Linked DNA regions of Danio rerio: region 1 is linked to region 2. Evidence: chromatin contacts called from public Hi-C data. All regions are on one chromosome and are shown on one strand. The core of a region is the stretch at or near the end of the contact, and the rest is flanking DNA. Distances in the headings are between cores, read along the strand shown. Region 1 holds the start of tnni4a (troponin I4a). Region 2 overlaps dock4b (dedicator of cytokinesis 4b).

Region 1 (6,873 bases), core at 2,561-5,060, 440 kb after region 2:
ACTGGACTTCAGATTATCAGTAGCAAGATGTTCCTGGAGCACTTTGGAGGTGGTCTGTGGTTTGTCTGTGACCATTCTTCGCATTTGCCTTTCAGTTATATTTTTTGGTCTAGCATCTTTCCGGCATAAGAACTGTTCCTGTGGCCTTTCACTTCCCTACTATATTACTGGTTGTAGATATAGATACTTTAAACCTTTGGGATAGCTTTGTGCTTCCTTATCCTATTTTATGTTGGTACATTATTCTAGCGTTTAGGTCTTTAGATAGTTACTTTGAGGTTTCCATGTTGCTTCTTTTTGGTTGACAATACGAAGAATCTCAAATAGCAATCAGCCATCTTAAATATCTTTTTTCATGATTGGTTCCACCTGTGTTAGGATTGAGGTTCACTGAGTCACTCAAATCAGTTTTGTCTTGTATTCAGTCAGCATTAAGTGACTGCAGGTTTTGAAATCCACACAAAAGAGAGGGTGCACAAACTTTTGCATAAAACTATATATATAATCTCACACATTAATCACACTCTGAAAATTGGACTGACACATTTACAATTTACTAGAACTATGTTAAGCTGCTTTGACAATGTACATTGTAAAAGTGCTATAGAAATAAAGATGAATTGAATTGAAAGATGTGATGTGTATATATATATATATATATATATATATATATATATATATATATATATATATATATATATATATATATATATATATATATATAACATTCATTTATGTCAATATATGACCATTTATGTATTTGTTTGATGTAGATTTAAATGTATTTGTTTCATTTATTGCTTATTTGCCTATGTGTTAGGTTTGTTTGTTAGGCAGACATTTAAATTTGTAAAAAGTATCCAAGTAAAACTGTTGTATATGTATGAAAATGTATGTAAAAACATTTTAGGAAGTATATACAGTAATTTTGGCATTTATTTGTATAATTTAGAAAAACATACCATTACAAAACAGCTTGTTACATTACTGGACATCACAAGCTGCTATTTCATGCCAAATAATGTGTTATCATCTACTTCACTTATAAATTCTTCTTATTATTTCCATATAAAAGCTCCTTTGTGTTTACTATATTTATGTAATGGCAGGCCAGTATATTCACTCTTTACTTTTTCTGACTGATTTAGACTGTAATGGAATGATGTGCACCTTTTGTTTAGCTGCTTTAGAGTGATAATCATTGTTAAAAGCACTATTGACCTTATTTAGATATGTGGAAGTCTACTCAATTCTGTGATTGTTTTAGAACGCCTGATTCAGTGGCCTTTGGGAGAAATGACTAGGCTTAATAAACAATCAAACTACTTGCTCTACAAATAAGTGTACTATATTCATGACTATACCTAAAAAGTAGGATAGTATAAGAAGAAAACATCAATTTGCAACATCAATTAGCATGATAATGAGCTGTTTTTAATGTCTAAAATTGAATGTAAGTGAATGAGTCCAGATGTCTCAAGCCAAAAAGATTCAGATGGCTGCATCCACTTATATTGTATGTGAAGAATAAGGTCAATACAAGTAAACTGAGTTGACTGTACAGAAAGCATCTTAATTTTACATTGCATACAATCTGTCTGCTGGTCTAAATATCAGATCAACACAACATTCAGAACGCCTCTACGGTTTATTAGCTTGCATAGTTGTGATGGGCAAATCTTTCACTGTCAGCTCAGGTCATTAAAGTGTGTTATCAGTGCTGACAGTGAAGAGTGTGATGGCGACGAGTGAAAAAGAGGCGCTCCTAAAAATAAGAGTGATCAGAGGCGCACATGTATTCGGTCGTGAGCGATGCGTCATGGGACGTTTGGGTTTTGCTTCTGTCGACAGCTGCTGTTTTCATTTTCCACATTCCTCTAAAGGTGTGTGTGCCCTTCCAGCGTCCCCCGTTCACGCTCTTTACCAACACAACAGCCAGACAGGTTCAGCACGTAGACCAGTGGTCAAACGTTCAAAAAGAAATCCATTATAGGGGTCGTGTGTTCATCCATGTGAAACTTGTAGTCTGAAGGATTACTCAAAAAAATTATGTTTGCTGTGTGTTTAAACTACGCATTTAAAATTAGCTGAAACAACACAATTATTGAGGGCTTTTTTTTTTTAAATTTGTAAAAGCTAATAAGTTAACTTAATTCCTTCATATTGTCCCAACATAAATCTGATTGTGTGGAACCCAGCATTTTTTACAGCATTGCAGTGGATGATCTGCCTGTTTTAATTACAGGCTTAATAAGTTTTATTTGGTGAATACAATTTTTTATTTAAATATAAGGTAAGTTATTTGCAATAAGAGGTAGTTATACAAATGCAAATTATATGTTAGATAAAATGTAAATATTTATTTATTTTGTTTATTTGTTTGTTTGTTTATTTTTGTTTATTCATTTATTTATTTTGGTTTATTTATATTTGTTTGTTTGTTTGTTTTACTTTGTTTATTATTTATATATTTATTTTTATATTTATTCATTTATTTATTTATCTATGCATTTATTTATTTATTTATATTTTTTTGTTTGCTTGTTTTATTTAGTTTATTTATTTATTTACTTATTTTTGTTTATTTGTTTATGTATTTATTTTTTATTTGTCCATTTTATTAATAAATTTTTTTTATTCAATATAATTTTTTTAAATGTTTTTATATTATTGTATTTATTATCGTTAGGAAAAGTATAAACATTTAAAAACATTCATGCCAAATGCATTTTTTTTATTTCTATTTAACTATATATATGTATATTTTTATTTTTACTGTTTTATTATATATTTTTTCATTTATTCATTAATTTATCTTTATTAATTTACGTCAAATTAATGTACTCATTTATTTCTGTTTAACTATACGCATGTATACATTAAAAAAAATGGAAATATGTACATAACACTCACGTAAAGTAATTTTTTATTCATATTTTTTTCCATTCTTTACTTCATTAATTAATTCATTCAATTATTTATTTGTATAATTTCTATTATCGGTAGGCAAACTGAACATATAAAAAATGAGATTTATTCAGATTAAACTATTTGGCTATCTATTTATATATGAATATTTAATATTTATTTATTTTTAGTTTTTTGTATAATTTATATTATCATTAGGCAACATGTAAATAAAAAAACATTTAGATGTAATTATTTAGATTAAACTATTAAACTATATTTATATTAACTATGTATTTGTTTATTTGTTCGTAAGATTAAAATTTAAATATGTAAAAATATACATTTAAAAAAATTATTAAGTCTATTTACTTTTATTTATTTATTTATATTATGAAAAAAAAATTGCATTAAAAATACCAAACAGTTTCGACAAAATTAGCCTAAAACTTAACCATAAAAAAAACTTTAAATTCATTATGGGCTTGTGCTTGTAATCTGAGGCTTTTAACTCAAAAGTTGGACATAAATCCACCCCGTCCTCCCTATTTTATGACTTAAATGCTCTGATCTATTTTCATGTTCTTCCCAGCAGTCTCGAGGTGATACTTGCCTGTAATTAATGCCACGCTCCACTGAATGCTAGGACTCTCATTTAAAATCCAGGCCTCCGAGCATCAGTGAATGACAGTGTGAGACACGCCATAAAATGCTCAATTAAGCAATTATGTGCATTTCTATCTGCAGCACCTGACCGAGGCTCTGTGTTATGTTTGGGTAGAATGACAATCGCCTGAAACCAATCAATGAGTTCATATTGATAACTAACAGCATTTTTGTTTGTTTGTCCAATAATTATCTGTGCTAAAGCCAGTGCTAAATGCATGCATGTGAATTGTGCAGTTTCAGGACAGTGGTGTGATGGGAGGCGCTGCATGCACGGGTTATTTTGGTTGTCCATTCACATGTGAGAGGTGAGGTTGGGATCAATGGTTGAAAATCTGCCTGTGCTCCATCACTCCTGCGCTCAAGCTCCTCGACTCCTCTTCAAAGGTAAGAGCCCTGGATCAGTGTGTTTTATCATGTCTAACCGGAGAAATCAAAGCTCCACTTCAGAGCTCTTTTAAGTTGGAGAGCAATGAAGACTCTCTTTGATTCAGGCAAATGGAAACTTGAGTTTTTGTTTATTTTTGCATGTTTTCCGGCATGATTAATGACACTAGGATGCGCGGTCTAATAGTGCCGGCTATTTTGAGGTCAACGACAGGCCCTCTTTAGCAATGACTGGACCGACATTCTGGATGGAGTTTGTGTTGGTTGTAACTGTATATTGTTTGAGATGGTTCCAGTGTATTGTCCTGTCAAACTGTCAAGGGTGTCTTTATTTTATATTCACTCAGAAGATTAAGCTTGCTGTTTGTTCAAACATTGTTACATGTACTAAAATGAGATGAAACAACAATATAAGGTCCCACTTTATATTAAGTGGCCTTAACTAATATGTACTTACATAGGAACCAATAGTTTATTACAATGTACTTATTGTGTAAATACTTGTATTTACTGTGTACTTAGGCTTGATTAAATACATGTATGTAATTACATCTGTAATTACCTTCTGTAATTACATTTGTAAATACACTGTTGACCATCCCTTACACAATAACCCACCCTTAAACCTACCCATACCACCAAACCTGTCCATAACCCAACCTCTATCCCAAGTCAAAAGCACCACAAGTGTTTTCAAACACATTATAAACACAGTAAGTACATTGTATTTATTTTTTTGATGTGAGTACATAGTAGTTAGGGACACTTAATATAAAGTGGGACCTGCTAACCTAATCGAGTTGTGTTGGAACAACATGAATAAATTGTGTCAAGTTCTGCATTTTTTTACAGTGTATATACTACACTGAAAAAAGTGCTGTCTGCAAAATTGTTGCAAACAACCTATATGAGTTGAGTTTAAACAAACAAATTACATTTATTAATGTTCAACTTAATTTGTTTGTTTAAATTCAGACCATAAATCCAATCATCTTTGAATAGTTTTTTTTCATTGTATAAGAAAGGTTGGGTTCCACACAATGTTTTTTTCATGTTGTCCCAACACAAATCTATTAAGTTAGCTTAATAATTTGTACATATTTAAGTGGATTGATCAAACATTTTTTCTTGTTCCCATCAAAACCTTAAAAATCGTGTCACTTCAACTAATTTTTAATAAGTAGTTTGAGCAAGCAGTAAACGTAATTTTTTGAGTATATGTATACTGTATATTCAACTTTGTTGTGAGTAAGGTTATATATATATATATATATATATATATATATATATATATATATATATATATATATATATATATATATACACACACACACACACACACACACACACACACACACACACACTACTGGTCAAAAGTTTTTTATTTATTTATTTTTTTTATAATTTAAATAGAATTTTCTTGAAAATTCTGTTATAATTTACTCTTCCTCCTTGTCACAAACCTGTCAGAGCTTCTTTCTTACTGTTGAACACAAAAGAAGATATTTTGAAACATGCTAAAAACTTGAAAAACACTGAAAAAAAAGATGCAAAGATGATTCCTTGGATTTACATTTTTATTTTTTATGTTAAGCGGTTGTAAACTATTTATTTGGGCTGAATTTAAACAAACAAATCAAGTTGAACAATACTCTATTTTGTTTGTTTAAATTTAACGCATATCAATTATTTGCAATTTTTTAAGTGTATTTTTGTGTTTAACAGGAAAAAATAGCTCATTAAGCTTTAGAGCCACTTAAGAGAGTAAAGTAATACTGAGTGAATTTAACTATTTGGGTGAACTATCCCTACACTCTTAAAAATAAAGGTTCGCAAGATGTCACAGCCGTGTTGCCTGTTCAAAAGGTACAAATTTGTACCTTAAAGGTCTATATTAATACCCTAAGGAATTAATTAATTAAGAAAGAAATACTTAAAAAAATTCCTTGCTCTGTTAAAAATAATTTAGGAAATATTTGAAAAAAATAAAACAAATAAAATAAAAAAACTGTGGCTTTAACTTTATATACTCAAAAAAATAGCATTTTAAAAAAATCTAATTATTTCAGATGTCTTAAGCAGAAAAAGACAAGTTACAGTCATGCGATTGACTGACTTATAGAATACATTTTTAGAGGAGAAACGAGGAGGATGAGAGGAGTCACGGTGACCTGCAAAAAAAATGCAGTTGTAAATGAAATTCTCACTTTTGATTTTCTTGGAAGCGCTTGACTACAGTTCAGGCTCATTTACTATCACACAAGAGCCCTTAAAAGTGTCAGCCATGAAGGTCAATGACTCGACTGCCTCTCGCCCAAAGTCATGCCAGATCTATGAAGGACGTTAACATTAGCAGGACCACGGCCAAATACAACAAGCTGATGAAGAGAGTGCGCCATTTACTACCAATACTCAAAGTGCCGTTTCCCCTCAGATGACACTGTTCACTTTCATTCCTTCATTTTCCTTCAGCTTAGTCCTTTAGTTTTCAAGGGTCGCCACAGTGGAATGAACCGCCAACTATTCCAGCATGTTTTACGCAGCGGGTGTCCTTCTAACTGCAACCCGGTACTTGGAAACACCCATACACACTCATTCACACTCACACACACACTCGTACACTACGGCCAGTTTAGTTTATTCAATTCACCTACACAGCACTTGACTTTGGACTGTGGGGGAAACCAGAACACAAGGAGGAAACCCGCACGTGAGAACATGCAACGTGTATTCTTCATAACTACAGTGCTCAGCAAATAATAAAGTGGACATATGCTAAAATATCCTAAATATTAAATAAAATAGTGAATATTAACACAACACAAATATATTGTCTATACTCGCAGAAAATGCATAATAATCATCATTTTTAAAATAATTGATGCTGTCCTCTCACCATGACAGTATTTCAGG
Region 2 (7,216 bases), core at 3,761-6,260:
CACAATTCACAATGTTAACAACTCATTAACTAACACTACTAGCTTAATAAACCACTAATTAGCTGTGCAATTATAGTCAGTAAGGTAGAAGTTGGATTAGGGTTGAAGGATAAGATCATACTTTAGAACTACTAATAAACAGTTAATAACTAATAATAGGCAGGTAATAAACCAGTAAATAATAGTAATTGTTTTATGCTCAAGCCAAGTTGAGCTTCATTGTTATATCAATACATGAGTGGAAATACAGTGGAACGAAATGTCATATCTAACAGGATCATGGCACTACATAAAGATACGCAATCATAAATATGAACACAAGACTGGACATGAGAGCTTTTTTAAAGCTTATATATAACTAATGTACTGGTCATCTATCTATACTAACCACTACATATACTATAAGTATTTAGCTATACCGACAACCCAACTGACTATATATAGTCTGTACAAGTACTTTTGCTGAACAAAAATGCAAGATATTGTGCTAAAGGATGGTTGAGGAAAACAAGTTGTGCAACATGATTGTGTGGTACATTCACAGGTAAACATTGTTTTCCTTATTGGGTCTTAAGATGGAGTTTAAGCTAAGTTCGATGCATTTAGAGAGAAGAATGTCTCTACAGGTGGTTTGTCAGGATATTAAAATTATTTCATGTTTATGTCTTGAGTGAGGATGCAAATAATTCAGCATTTTGTCACAGAAGTCTTTTTAAAAATAATGTCAGCAATAATGTTTCAGAATATTACTGTTTTTTTATTTACTGCCTCATTAATCAGTGAAAAATAAATAACACACACTACACATATTCTTGTAATTCACCATATAATAGATCATTTACATTAACAACTACACCGACATCTAAGACACAGTAATGCATAGCATGTCAAACTGCAACAAAACAAAATGAAACCCCATCACAATTCGATCCATAACCCTCATCAAAAAATGAGAAAACAATTACACGCATTAAAGCACATGTAAACTGCAATGAAACGGTCCACAACAGCCTCAAACTCGATCAATAAGACCTCTCAAAATGCATTAGAAATCCAATAACGCTTGACAAAATGGCTCACAACAATGTCTCAATTAACAACACTCTTAAAAATGCAACTTTGCTGCTGCTTGTCACATTGGACACATTTCTGTTTTGCAGAGACTGTATGAAGTTGGGAGAAGTGGATGGAAAAAAGATCGGCTGTACAGTCAGTCTGCTGGTACGTTATTCACTATCTTTTATATCAATGTTTATCACTTTATATAAGTATTATTCACTCAAAACCTGCTTTGAGTATCGTTCCATCTCAGTTTAGATTTATAGTGAAGGCTCTCAGTCTTGGTTCAAGACCTGGAGGTAAAGAAAAAGAGAAGTTTTTAGCGCTTTAATTCAACAAAACACATCTTTTTCCCTATTATTGTTGATGACCTAGAATGGAATGATTTTTTTTTTTGCTTTTATACGTTCTTCAAGTGTCTTCTTAAAAATCCATTCATATAAAGCAGAGCGATGCTAAGAAGCATTTGAAGAGCATCATCTCCACAGCTCTTTGTCTCTTTTCTGCAGAACTTCTACAAAACGGAGCTGAACAAAGAAGAGATGTACATCCGCTACATTCACAAGCTGTATGACCTGCATCTGAAAGCACAGAATTACACAGGTACTTCAGCTATCAGATTGAAGCACGTAAGGCAGAGAAAATAACATCAGAGAACAAAGCACATTTTTTTAATTGTTAGATCACAGCTTGGCTATATTTGAGGTTATCCTAAGAAAGAGACGTTTTTTTAAGCATCCATGGCTTTCGTCCACAAAACCAATCTTATGTTCCACTGGGTATATTTTTGGGAAGAGCCAAAATTGTGTTTTTGTTATGGGTCAAATTGTTAATTTATGCCAAAAACATTATAATATTAAGTAAAGATCATAATTCATAAGGTTATTTTGTACATTTTCTACTGTAAATGTGTCAAAACCCAATTTGATTGTTAATATGCATTGCTAAGAATCTTTGACAGATCTAAAGTTGATTTTCTCAGTGATCTGATGTTTGCAACCATCAAAATCTCGATTTTTAAATAGTTGTCTTTTCAATGTTTTTAATCAAATTGTTATTCATCCAACAATCCCGCACATCAATGCAAATCCTATTTATACGATCTAGTCAAGCTTTTGGATGACGCATGCGTCTTAATTTCTTAAATATTGACACTAATGACTGGTTTTGTGGTCACATATTTTATGAGTTACATTTTCTGTATTCTGGAGCCCTATATCAAAATTTTACTTCCAGAAGATTTATGGAAAATTAAGCCAATACTAAGTGTTTAGCATTGATAACAATAAGAATTTATTCTTGACCATCAAGTTGGGAAAAATTTAAATTGATTGATTGTGTGACACTGAAATATATTTGTATGGGTGAAAATGATTGATATTTCTTTAAAACCAAAAATCATTAGAATGCTATGTAAAGATCATGTTTCATGAAGATATTTGTATGTATTCTACTGTAAATATACCAAAACACAATTTTTGACTGGTAATATGCACTGCTAAGAACTTAATTTTGATAACTTTGAAGGTATTTTGATGCTTGGAGCCCTCAAATTTCAGATTTTTAGATAGTTACATCTCTGTCAAATGTTTTCTTATTCTAACAATCACACACATCAATGCAAATCTTATGTATGAATCTTAATTTCCCAAATATTTACACTATTGATTGTGGCTGTTTTTATAGTCACATATTTCATAAGTTGCATAGACTGAAGCACAATAAAAAACATAAATTACATCTAAAATAATAATAATAAAAAAAACACTGAATAAAATGACAGAAAATGTTCAGATTACTTCCAGTAATCGATGATAATATACCTTAATACCTTAATTATGTGACAAATCTATTAAACTAATCTTTCATGATACTACTCTGCTGACCTTAAAGTAAAAAAAAAACAAATAATAACCAAAAAGATATTAAAGGTTATTTTGTAAAGTACTGTTCTAGCGTGATGTGTACGTATGAGATATACACTATGTATATACTTGCACATATTTATTGAAAGGGGAGGAAAAACATATTTTGATAAAACATATTTTAATATAACGCATATTTTTAAATTGATAAGTATGTGTTTATCCAGGAAATGTTTTAGTGTAAATGTTTAAAAAGGTGATAGATAGATAGATAGATAGATAGATAGATAGATAGATAGATAGATAGATAGATAGATAGATAGATAGATAGATAGATAGATAGATGGATGGATGGATGGATGGATGGATGGATGGATGGATGGATGGATGGATGGATGGATGGATGGATGGATGGATGGATGGATGGATGGATGGATGGATGGATCACTCTCTAATCTTCTTTTCCACTGTTATTTTATCATGTTTTTTGTCTCTACAGAGGCCTCGTATACTCTTCTGCTGTATGACGAGCTGCTGGAATGGTCTGAAAGGCCCTTGAGGGAGTTTTTGAGTTATCCCATGCAGAGCGAGTGGCAGAGAAAGGAGTATCTGCATCTCACAATCATCCAGAACTTTGATCGCGGAAAGGTCTGAATTTTCTCTGCATTTTTCCTTTCATTTTTCATCTTGCTTCTTGTTATGAAATTATCAATGGGTGATTGTATTTCGAGCAGTTATCCTTCACAACGAAATGCTATGTACATAATCAGCGACTTAATCACTTTGTCTGCTGATGAGAGTGAAAAATCAGTGCATTTGTTGTCTGCTTTCATTGTGGCAGGAGTCATCTGTCGGGATGCAGGATTTAGAAAGTAATATCACTGAAACGTTTCTGCTTGATGAATGATATACGTCTTAGTGTATGAGTGTTTGGCAAATGAAATAGATCTGATCTTTTTTTTAAGCACTATAAAATATTGCAGATCAAAGTGCACGCTGACATATAAAAGAAAAGTACAGTACAAACTACAATAGATTGGAGAATATAAAGCCTTATTAGTTTATTTTTTTGTAGACAAATCATGTTTTATTTTATAGGTTTACTTAAAAATAGAAAGCAATATTCATATATTTTTGTATTCAAAGCATTATATTTATTTTATTTGTGCTTTATTCTTGCTTGCTTTAAAAAGCATTTCCTTTAATTAGAAAATATTAAGCCATATTAATTAACTTTTTGTAGGCAAATTGTATTTTATTATTATATTATTGGTTTAATTAGGAAATATAAAGTAATATTAATGTTTTTGTATTCAAATAATTTAATTTAATTTAATTATTTTTTAATTTAATTTAATTTAATTTAATTTTATTTTATTTTATTTTATTTTATTTTATTTTATTTTATTTTATTTTATTTTCTATTTTATTCATATTAATGGTGCTCTAGTGTCTCCTACTGGTACTTTATAAAATTGCATGTGAATTAAAACGCTCCTCTCTCCTCAGTGTTGGGAGAACGGCATCCTCCTGTGCAGAGAGTTAGCAGACCAGTATGAATCCTACTACGATTACAGAAACCTCAGCAAGATGAGGGTGAGTTACAGCTCTTTAAAGAAGCGCATTTCCCTTAGCTCTTAAAGGGATCAACATTTCATTAACATAACTCTTACACATCAACCCTAATTAGTGACTTAATGCATCATTTTACAAGAATGCCATTCATAACAGAAGTCATTTATCTAACATTTACAGGCAGAGAATGTGGAATATTGTCATGCAAATATATATTTATGAAGGAAATGTTCACAATTAATTAGATGCATGAAGTGTGTGCACCAGTCTGCTAACCATATGCAAATCACAGATGATGGAGGCTTCGTTTTACGATAAAATCATGGACCAACAGCGGCTGGAGCCGGAGTTCTTCAGAGTGGGCTTTTACGGCAAGAAGTTCCCCTTCTTTCTACGGGTTTGTGTCTTCTTTGTCTCTGACAGTAACTCTGAAGTCCACTTGGTGTCAGTATTAACCAGGTTATTTGTGTGTGTGCGTGTGATGTGCAGAATAAGGAGTTTGTGTGTCGTGGTCATGACTACGAGCGTCTGGAGGCGTTCCAGCAGCGCATGCTCAATGAGTTCCCTCATGCCATCGCAATGCAACACGCCAACCAGCCTGACCAGACCATTTACCAGGCTGAAGCCCAGTGTATCCTTCACACATCTCTGCCTTAAAAAGAGTCTAACTTTTGCAGGTTCACAACAGTTGGTATTTTTTTAATATAGCTTATACTTAGGAATCTGAACACAATACACTGAAATGAAGTGTGGAAAACAGTCGGTCAGAATAAAAAAATAAAATAAAATAAAATAAAATAAAAAAAACGCAAATGAAATATGTGGAACATAAATGGGGAACACTAGTGAAACATTGTTTTTATGTGAAGCTTGTGACCAAATAAGAATAACTGAAGACATGTGAAAATATGATCGAGAGGTAGAAAACCTGTGCAGTTTCATGTGAAATATGTGGAACATAAATGGAACATAAATGGAACACGTATTGAAATATTTTCATATGAAACTCGCATGTGGAAATGTGATCACAAAAAAATCAAATGTTTCATAACCACGTATATGCTTCACTTGTTTTTTTTTCATGTGTTCCACATTTGATTTTAATGTGATGTTCATGTGGTGTCTGTAAAACCAGCGATACCACAAACAAACAACTAATAAAAATATTGGCTAAAACAAAAAGGGAACTAGTGCTGCACACAAACAAACCAGTGCTTACCATTTTCACAGTATTCATACTCACCATAGAAAGATTTGCTTGTGCAAACATGTCTGATATTCTCATAATCCATATTAAATAGTTATCAAAGCAAATATTTATTAAATTCAACAAAATGACAACTAACTACTTTGTATTTCCTCTCGAACATCTTCCTTGGTGTGTCCAGGCCTTAAGGACTAGAGTTTGAATTAAATTTGGTGTGCATTAAATAAGCATTTTGATGTGAAACATCCTTCCTGTTACTTTAATCACAGACTTTTAAGTTGAAATCACATTATTTGGGAGTCGCAGTCAACTTTCCCAATGTTGTGATACTACAAATTGTCCTACACCAATATCATTGTGGGACCTGGTGGTGATTTGCCAACAAGTTTAACATATGATTGTTCGTTAATAGACAGTACAGTAAATGCACACTGACTTTTAGTTTGCAATCAGCAAGCCTAAGCACTAAATGTCATGCTATTATAAAATCAGCATGTTTAAGACCTGATTTCGTTCAAAATCAGTGATCTTCACCGCCTAATTGATAAATAAAAATTTTCCATGTCCTGTCTTCAAAATATGGAAATTTATTTCATCCCAGTATTTTCAATGGAGTTTCAGTATCCTACTGTTACTGATGGCGCTAGTTTTCATCTTGTTTTACGCTTAAACAACTAAATGAACACTTAAATCTGTTTAACCGATTGTATTTTAATTACATTGCAACATCCGTCAAAGGAACCATGTAAAATTGAAAATAGTCACATAAACCTTTCACTGGAAGTTTATCATTGGCTGAAAACACTACCTGTGCATATTATAAAATATTTACAGTACATGAGTGTGATCGAACATCAGCCCTACTCCAGCAAAGCCAGAGTCGCTAACTTTAACTACACATCCACGTGTCTGCTAATCGATCCCCTTCCCCTCTCTCTGTGCACACATCAGCGGTGGAGACAGCAGGTCATAGGAGAGCGTTTGCTCAATTGATGAGACACGGACCTGGAGGCCTGGAGCTCAGAGAATTTGTGACGTCCTCCTCAGCACAATTAGAGCAGACAGGCCCGGTCAAACTGCATGAGCGCAGCGTTTTGTTATCCAAAGCCAGCGATTAATCATTGGTCTTCCTGGATGTCTGCCCTGCTCGATTCATATTTATGTGCTGATCAGAACTCGTATCTGTAAGGCACATGATGTTGGGGTTTTCAACATTTTGCGGGGGGTGTTTTCCAAATGGAATGTTGTCTGCTTTTGTTGGTGAGGAGGGGATAGCAGTAATACAGCAAAATCTCTTATTGAACTCTGTCTTTATAATATAATATAATATAATATAATATAATATAATATAATATAATATAATATAATATAATATAATATAATATAATAATGTAATTAATATAATATAGTATAATATAATATAATTAATATAATATAATATAATATAATATAATATAATATAATATAATATAATTAATATAATATCATATAATTAGTATAATATAATATA

Evidence for each region. A called contact is a pair of places that touch in the nucleus more often than the background predicts.
Region 1: a contact with region 2 is called in a Hi-C map of an unstated tissue, with 4 times the contacts expected there. The contact joins the promoter of tnni4a here to the enhancer-like site in region 2. A contact is called at or near these places in 3 of 18 Hi-C or Micro-C datasets (caudal fin, skeletal muscle and an unstated tissue).

Annotation. Positions count from the first base shown.
Region 1 is chr4:7,870,747-7,877,619 of GRCz12tu, forward strand. tnni4a (troponin I4a) reads left to right here and starts at 3,811. Exons shown (of 7, transcript NR_130146.1): 1 at 3,811-3,960.
Region 2 is chr4:7,431,936-7,439,151 of GRCz12tu, forward strand. It overlaps dock4b (dedicator of cytokinesis 4b), which reads left to right. Exons shown (of 52, transcript NM_001166228.1): 34 at 1,161-1,221; 35 at 1,569-1,662; 36 at 3,424-3,572; 37 at 4,434-4,520; 38 at 4,792-4,896; 39 at 4,989-5,130. Among named protein-coding and RNA genes, the nearest start is that of dock4b, 85 kb to the left of the region's middle. Within about 2 kb of position 5,011, at least 9 of the 62 cell types and tissues checked have an H3K27ac peak or open chromatin away from gene starts, as enhancers often do.